Linked DNA regions of Sus scrofa: region 1 is linked to region 2. Evidence: chromatin contacts called from public promoter capture Hi-C data. All regions are on one chromosome and are shown on one strand. Each heading gives the region's core, a stretch centred on a gene start, on an enhancer-like site or on the middle of the called end of the contact. The rest is flanking DNA. Distances are from core to core; before and after follow the strand shown. Region 1 holds the start of UNC119B (protein unc-119 homolog B). Region 2 holds the start of PLA2G1B (phospholipase A2 group IB).

Region 1 (3,199 bases), core at 341-2,840, 300 kb before region 2:
GAGGTGATGAGCATTTCAGAGACTTCAGAGCCCCAAATGAAAACTGGGTCAGAACAGAAGCAGCTTCTTCACAATGTGTCAATGAAACAGAACAGCAAGACCTTCTAAAGATATATTCAGGGATGCAAAGGACAGTCCCAACCCATGTAGTGATGGAAAATGGAGGTAACGAACATATCTAAAATCAATTAAAACTAGTTTAGGAGATGGGAATTCCCTTTCATCCAGGCTGGACCAAGGCCCAGCTCCCCAAACTGCCATCCTCAAATCACTGGCGTGGCCTCTGGCTCCCTGAGGTACACCTGAGCGCCCCTGGCCTGTGGACTAAAGCAACTCAGCAAATGACAGGACGGCAGCCATAATCCATCAAGGAAGCACTAGTGCTTCAGGGCTATAAGTCTGGAGGAGAGGGTGGATGGGCTGGGCAAACAGGGTCTAACCAACCGACTGCAAACTCTTTTAGGGAGAAAGAGTAGCAAGAGAAAAGGCATCCAAGTCAGGGCTTGACCTGGAAGAGAACAGAAAAAGAGAGGAGAGCCAGGACAGAAGGTGGGTTATATATTTCTTCCCTTCTACCAATGAAAAGGTGTAGGATGGTTGCATTTTATTCAAGAAACACATTTCCGACATCCTGACATCTTAATTTACTAGAATAAGTGTCAAAAGCAGGATTCACATTTTGGATTTTGTAAGTAAACTGAAACTTTATTTTATGCGGCAGTTTTAAATTTGCATGAAATGCCACAGCAATATATTTGAGGAAGGAAGAACCCATCTGCACACAAAGGGGCAACGCTTGGGACGCAAAGAGGTAGGGGGCCAAAGGCAGGCTGGAAAGGAGGGAGGGGCTGTCAGGGGCCCGGAGTGGAGAGAAAGGTAGAGAAAGCAGGTAGGGGTCTGGACTGGCAGAGGGCTGCAGAAGCTGGCAGCAGTCAGGTTGAGGCGGACTAGCTGAACAGGAACTTCACTGATAGCTGGGGGACAGGGGCGCACCTACCAGGGTCAGGAAGCTAAGGGGGCTCCCTACCCAAACAGATCCAGCTGAGGGGCCGGCCACGGGGAAGCCTGGCATGGCGGGACTCGGGGGAGAACAAGCTCAAGGAAAACCCCTCCCAATCAGGTCTAGTTGAGGGTGGGCAGCGAAGACCCAGCCGGGCGGAGCAGTGGGCAGCGCGGCCTGGCCGGTCGGGGGCGCTTGGGTGGACCCCCGGCGGCTGGGCGAGCGGCCAGCGGCCGGCTCCGCCGAAGCCTACAAGGGGCCCGGGGCCTGACACGAGGGGAGGGCGCGGCCAGCCCTGCACTCACTCTCGGTGACCCGGCTGAGGCGCAGGACGTGGTCGGGCCGGATGGTGTCCAGAGCCAGCAGCTCCTGCTCCGTGACCACAGCCCCGATGCCGTCGTCGGCCGCGTGGTGGGGTGCCTGCCGCCGCGCCTTGAGCCGATTCAGGACGCCGCCGCCCGCCTTCTTTTTCTCTTCCTTGCCAGCCACTAGCCCCCCGGGCCCAGCCGCGGACCCCACGGCCGCAGCCTTCGAGTATGACCCACTCATCGCTCCGCCGCCAAGATGGCCGCCGCCTCCGCAGCGCCGTAACTATGGAGAGCGGGGGCGGGGCGGGGCCGGGGGCGGGGCCGGGGCGGGGTCTGCGGGCGGTGTCACCACCGCCTTCTCGCCCGCGTTGGTCAAGCCAGGTGGCTGGTACCTTAGTACTCCAGATCTCCTCGAATGTTTAAAAAAGTATTTCGTACAGTCAAATGACTTTCCGTCATATAAGATGTAAACATGGCATCTTGAGAAAGTGTTTGTTCATCTGTAGCCTAGAAGGTAAGTTGACAGTGCTTGCTATGCAAAGGCAGCTTTCCAACGAGATTGCCATTCCTAAACGCTGCTGTGCCAAGCTTTGGGCTAGACACTGGTCTGGGCTGCAGGGAATATAAGAATAGGAGAGAGGGCAAGGCTTGGGTCCGCCTTGTTCATCACTGTATTTGGGTAGTCTAGCTAATGCCTGACACATGGTAAGTGCTCAATAATGATTAAATGAATGTGTGAAGGAAGACCTGTACATCGCTTCACTATGGAGCTCCCACTTTGTTGGGAAAGGCTGCAAAGTACATAATTCATCAGATGCCCCTTCCTCTTGACCAGCCCAGTAAGTATGAATGAACCAGAGGCCAAACCAGACTGCTAATTGCTGCAGCAGAGGTGCTGCCAAAGTACACAGGAGGGGTCTGGGGCATGAAGGAAAGCTTCAGGGCTGACATCTGCACCTGAGCCTTGAAAATTAACCATGATTTCAACAACTGGAGGAGGTGAGTGGGAGGAGGGAGGACACTGCCCTCTTACACCCCAAGTGGCTCCTTCTCTAGAGATTCTGGATCCATACTCTTCTGTGTGGGAGGCCTGGGCCTCTCTGATGCAAAGTGTGTCTGCTAGGTCACCCTCAGCCAGTCTCAGGCCAAAGTGAAACCCCACCCTCTTCCCTGGGTCAGCCTCAAAGGCTTGATTTGTGCAGGCCTTGCTGGGTCCCTCTCACCCGATATGAGGGGTTTGGGAGGGGCTGACAGGCCTCGCCTTGTTCCTGGACAAAATCCAATCCTGACTCCATCTCAGTCGCCTAGCCTGGTGGTACAGTATGTGAGCAAGTTCCTATCTAATTGCTGACCTGACTTTGAGAGATTACCACCCGGGTGGGATTTCTCAAACAGTTCAGGGAAATTTGAAGATGTGTACAAAGAATTAAAGTCCTACCCTTTGCAGACAATTCTTTTTAAACTATTCAGCAATGAGTGGTTACTGAAGAATTTCCAGAACCCTTAATATTCTACTTGATTGTTAATGTCCAAGGTAGGGGTGAGGGGTTAGCATGAAGCCATTTCCTACAATCTCTTGCTCACTGAACCTTTGTTCTCAGACCACCAGGACTAGAGTTACCTGAACCCCACCTTTTCTCTTTTTAGGGATGATAAGAAACGTTTTGATCCCTTTACCTGGAATTCCACATAGCCTACATGTATGCACAAAGATGTTTGCTATAGGACCACATGTTTGCTATAGGACCATTATGGCCATTCGTAATGTTGAAAACTTACAATAAATTACAGTTGCATTCATTTATGTTATGCAGCTGTTACAAGGAATGAGCTTGATCTCTATGTATTAGTATGGAGAGATCTCAAAGATAGATTAAGTGGGGGGGAACAA
Region 2 (3,146 bases), core at 539-3,038:
AGGGTAGGGATCCATCGTGACTGAAGCTGTGGCTTAGGTCACAACTGTGACTTAGATCCGATCCCTGTCCAGGAGCTCCCTATGCCAAGGGAGGGTCAAAAATGACCAAAAAAAAAAAAAAAGAGAGAGAGAGAGAGAGAAAAGTAAGTAAATAAATACATAAATACATTAAATTAAAACAATAGGGAGGTCCCGTTGTGGCTCAGCAGTAACAAACCCATGAGAATGCAGGTTCGATCCCTGGCCTTGATCAGTGGGTTAAGGATCCAGTGTTGCCATGAGCTGTGGCATAGGTCGAAGATGAGGCTTGCATCCAGTACTGCTGTGGCTGTGATGTAGGCCAGCAGATGCAGCTCTGATTTGACCCCTAGCCTGGGAACTTCCCTATGCCAGGGGTGCAGCCCTAAAAAGAAAAATAGTAAATAAATAAATAAATAAAACAATAGGGCCTCCCTTAGTCACAGGGTTGTTGCAGAGATCACATAAAAACCAAATGGGCTAGCACCCACTAAGCCAAGTATAAAATATTACATATTGTGTGAAATATCCAAAAGGGGTAAATCTGTAGAGACAGAAAGCAGATTAGTGGTTGCCAGGGGCTGGGGAAAAGTGACAGCTAATAAGTTCAAAGTTTCCTTTGGAGAAGAAACAAATTTTCTAGAATTAGGTAGAGATGATTGTTGCACAGCACTGTGAACGTACTAAATGCCACTAAATTGTTCACTTTAAAAATAAAATGGTTAGGAGTTCCCTGGTGGCACAGAGGGTTAAGGATCTAGCATTGTCACTGCGGTGGCTCAGGCTTCAGCTGTGGTGCAGTTTGATCCCTGGCTTGGGAAATTTCATGTGCCACAAGGACAGCCAAAAAAAACAATTAGTAGTAATAAATAATACTTCATAAGTAAATGTTTTATAATGTGAATTTCACCTAAACAATGTTATATAAACCTTTGATATGATCGTTCTAAAACCCTTTTTAGTCTACAAGTCAGCGCCAAGCTTTTAGAACCCCAAAGCCCAGGGTTTTCTTTTTCTTACAAACCCACAGTGGGGAATGGGGAGAGGGGAGTGATGTTGATGAAGCAAGAAAAAAATTAACTGTGTGCCTTAGAATCAGACATACCTAAGTTTGAGCTCCTGCTTTCCCTTTGCTAGCTGTGTGACCTGGTGCAATTTGCTCCTGTTGTCTGAACCTATTTCCCCATCTACAAGGTGCATAATTGCTGGGATCATTCAGTGAGACTCATGGCTCAGGCTTAAGCACACGAGAAAACACAGAAGCAGTAATCATTTCCTTCCCATCCCAGTTGTTCAATGGAGTCGACAGTTTTGCTCCCCCACCCCATCCCCCCCACGCATTCTGATGAAGCTGGACTGAATGCAAAGGGTTGAATGCAAGGGTAAAGATTCCAAGATATTCGACTCCAGAAATAATCCTTCAAAAAGGGCTGATAATAGGAGTTCCCTGGTGATGCAGTGCGTTAAGGGTCCCATGTTGTCCCTACTATGGCGTGGGTTTGATCTCTGGCCTGGGAACTTCCACATGACCTGGGGGTGGCCAAAACCAAAACAGAACAGAAAAAAAAAGTCCTGATGACAAGTATATCCACTACTTCCAACCCCATCCCCAAAACCCGGCTGGCAGGGCTTGCTTGTTGTTCAGGATCGTTCCTGTGGCTGACACACTCAAGGCCAACCCAGAGTCAGCAGAGAGCAAAGTAAACACTAGAGTCTTATCTTGGGGCAGCAGGGCGGCTATAAGAAGAGAGGCCATAAGTGACATGAGCCTTTTGCTCACCAACCTGACAGCAGGATGAAATTCCTCGTGTTGGCTGTTCTGCTCACAGGTAGGTGAGTTCCCCCAGCTCCATCTCTTCTTGCAATGACATCTCTCTCCTCCTGGGAACCACAGCTCACAGGGCTGGCCAGATGTAGAGTCTTTTTCAGAGCTCATGATGGGGCATGAGAGCTCCAATATTGGGGTTCCCTCAAAGCCCCCCACAGCTGGCACCTTTCCATCCTTCAGATCTGAATTCAGATGACCCCTCTCAGAAAGCCTTACCCCTGTCCATCCAAGCTCAGAGGGCCCCCTCTCCTCTTCCTCTGCCATATGGCCTTGGTATAAGAAGTTAGCACCTCCCTTTGCCTGCAATTCATATCTTTTTTTTTTTCTGACTTTTTGCCATTTCTTGGGCGGCTCCCGCCGCATATGGAGGTTCCCAGGTTAGGGGTCAAATCGGAGCTGTAGCCACCGGCCTATGCCATAGCCACAGCAACGCAGGTATCTAAGCCACATCTTCGACCTACACCACAACTCATGGCAACGCCGGATCCCTAACCCACTGAGCAAGGCCAGGGATCGAACCTGCAACCTCATGGTTCCTAGTTGGATTCTTGAAGCACTGAGCCACAACGGGAACTCCAATTCATATCTTGTTGATTCATTTCTTTTGTCATCCTACACCCACACCAAAGCATAGTCTCCACAAGAGCAGGGATAAAAGTACTGCTCTTTAATCCCTGGTGCTGTTTGCACCTTTATTGAATGAATTCATGGAATCAGAATTCACTGGTGTCACAGGGGGTTAAGGATTCAGCATTGTCACTGCAATGGCTTGGGTCACTGCTGTGGCTTGAGTTGGATGCATGGCTGGGGAACGTCCACATGCTGAGGGCACAGCCAAAAACACCAAGCAAACGAAAAGAACTTAGAATTTACTGGAATTCAGATCCCACCTCATTCATCCATTCCACATTGATGGTATCAGAACTTCCAAGGCACAGTTGAGACTGGGGACTCAGAGGTGAATGAGGCATGTTCCCTGTCTAAGGAACACACACACACACACACATACACAAACAGAGCAGTAATTTTGTGCAGGTCTGGCCTCTACAAAGAGCAAAGCTGGCTGGATCAGAGAGAAAGAAAACAGGGAGGCAGGAGTAGGGTTTGGAGATGGGCCAAGGTGGCCAGGACACTCCTGCCAGACCTGGCTCCAGGTTCTGTTCCTGGACACAGCCTCTGTCACCTGCCACCACAGAGGCAGCTCAGGGGGGAGAGCAGCCAGCTCCTACCTTTCCTTTGCTCTGGAGTTTAAGCGCAGGGGGTGTCAGTGTCCATAGCAGATCAAGGAAAGGAAGGGCCA

The links. Promoter capture Hi-C pulls out the DNA fragments that hold promoters and counts their contacts.
Region 1: a promoter capture Hi-C map of fetal skeletal muscle shows a contact between it and region 2, with 3 times the contacts expected there. The contact joins the promoter of UNC119B here to the promoter of PLA2G1B in region 2. A contact is called at or near these places in 2 of 5 promoter capture datasets (fetal liver and fetal skeletal muscle) and 3 of 47 Hi-C or Micro-C datasets (embryonic fibroblasts, epiblast stem cells and fetal heart ventricle).

Annotation. Positions count from the first base shown.
Region 1 is chr14:40,622,587-40,625,785 of Sscrofa11.1, reverse strand. It overlaps UNC119B (protein unc-119 homolog B), which reads right to left and starts at 1,590. Exons shown (of 5, transcript XM_003132916.6): 1 at 1,306-1,590. The coding sequence starts at 1,549.
Region 2 is chr14:40,320,957-40,324,102 of Sscrofa11.1, reverse strand. It overlaps PLA2G1B (phospholipase A2 group IB), which reads left to right and starts at 1,788. Exons shown (of 4, transcript NM_001004037.1): 1 at 1,788-1,847. The coding sequence starts at 1,814.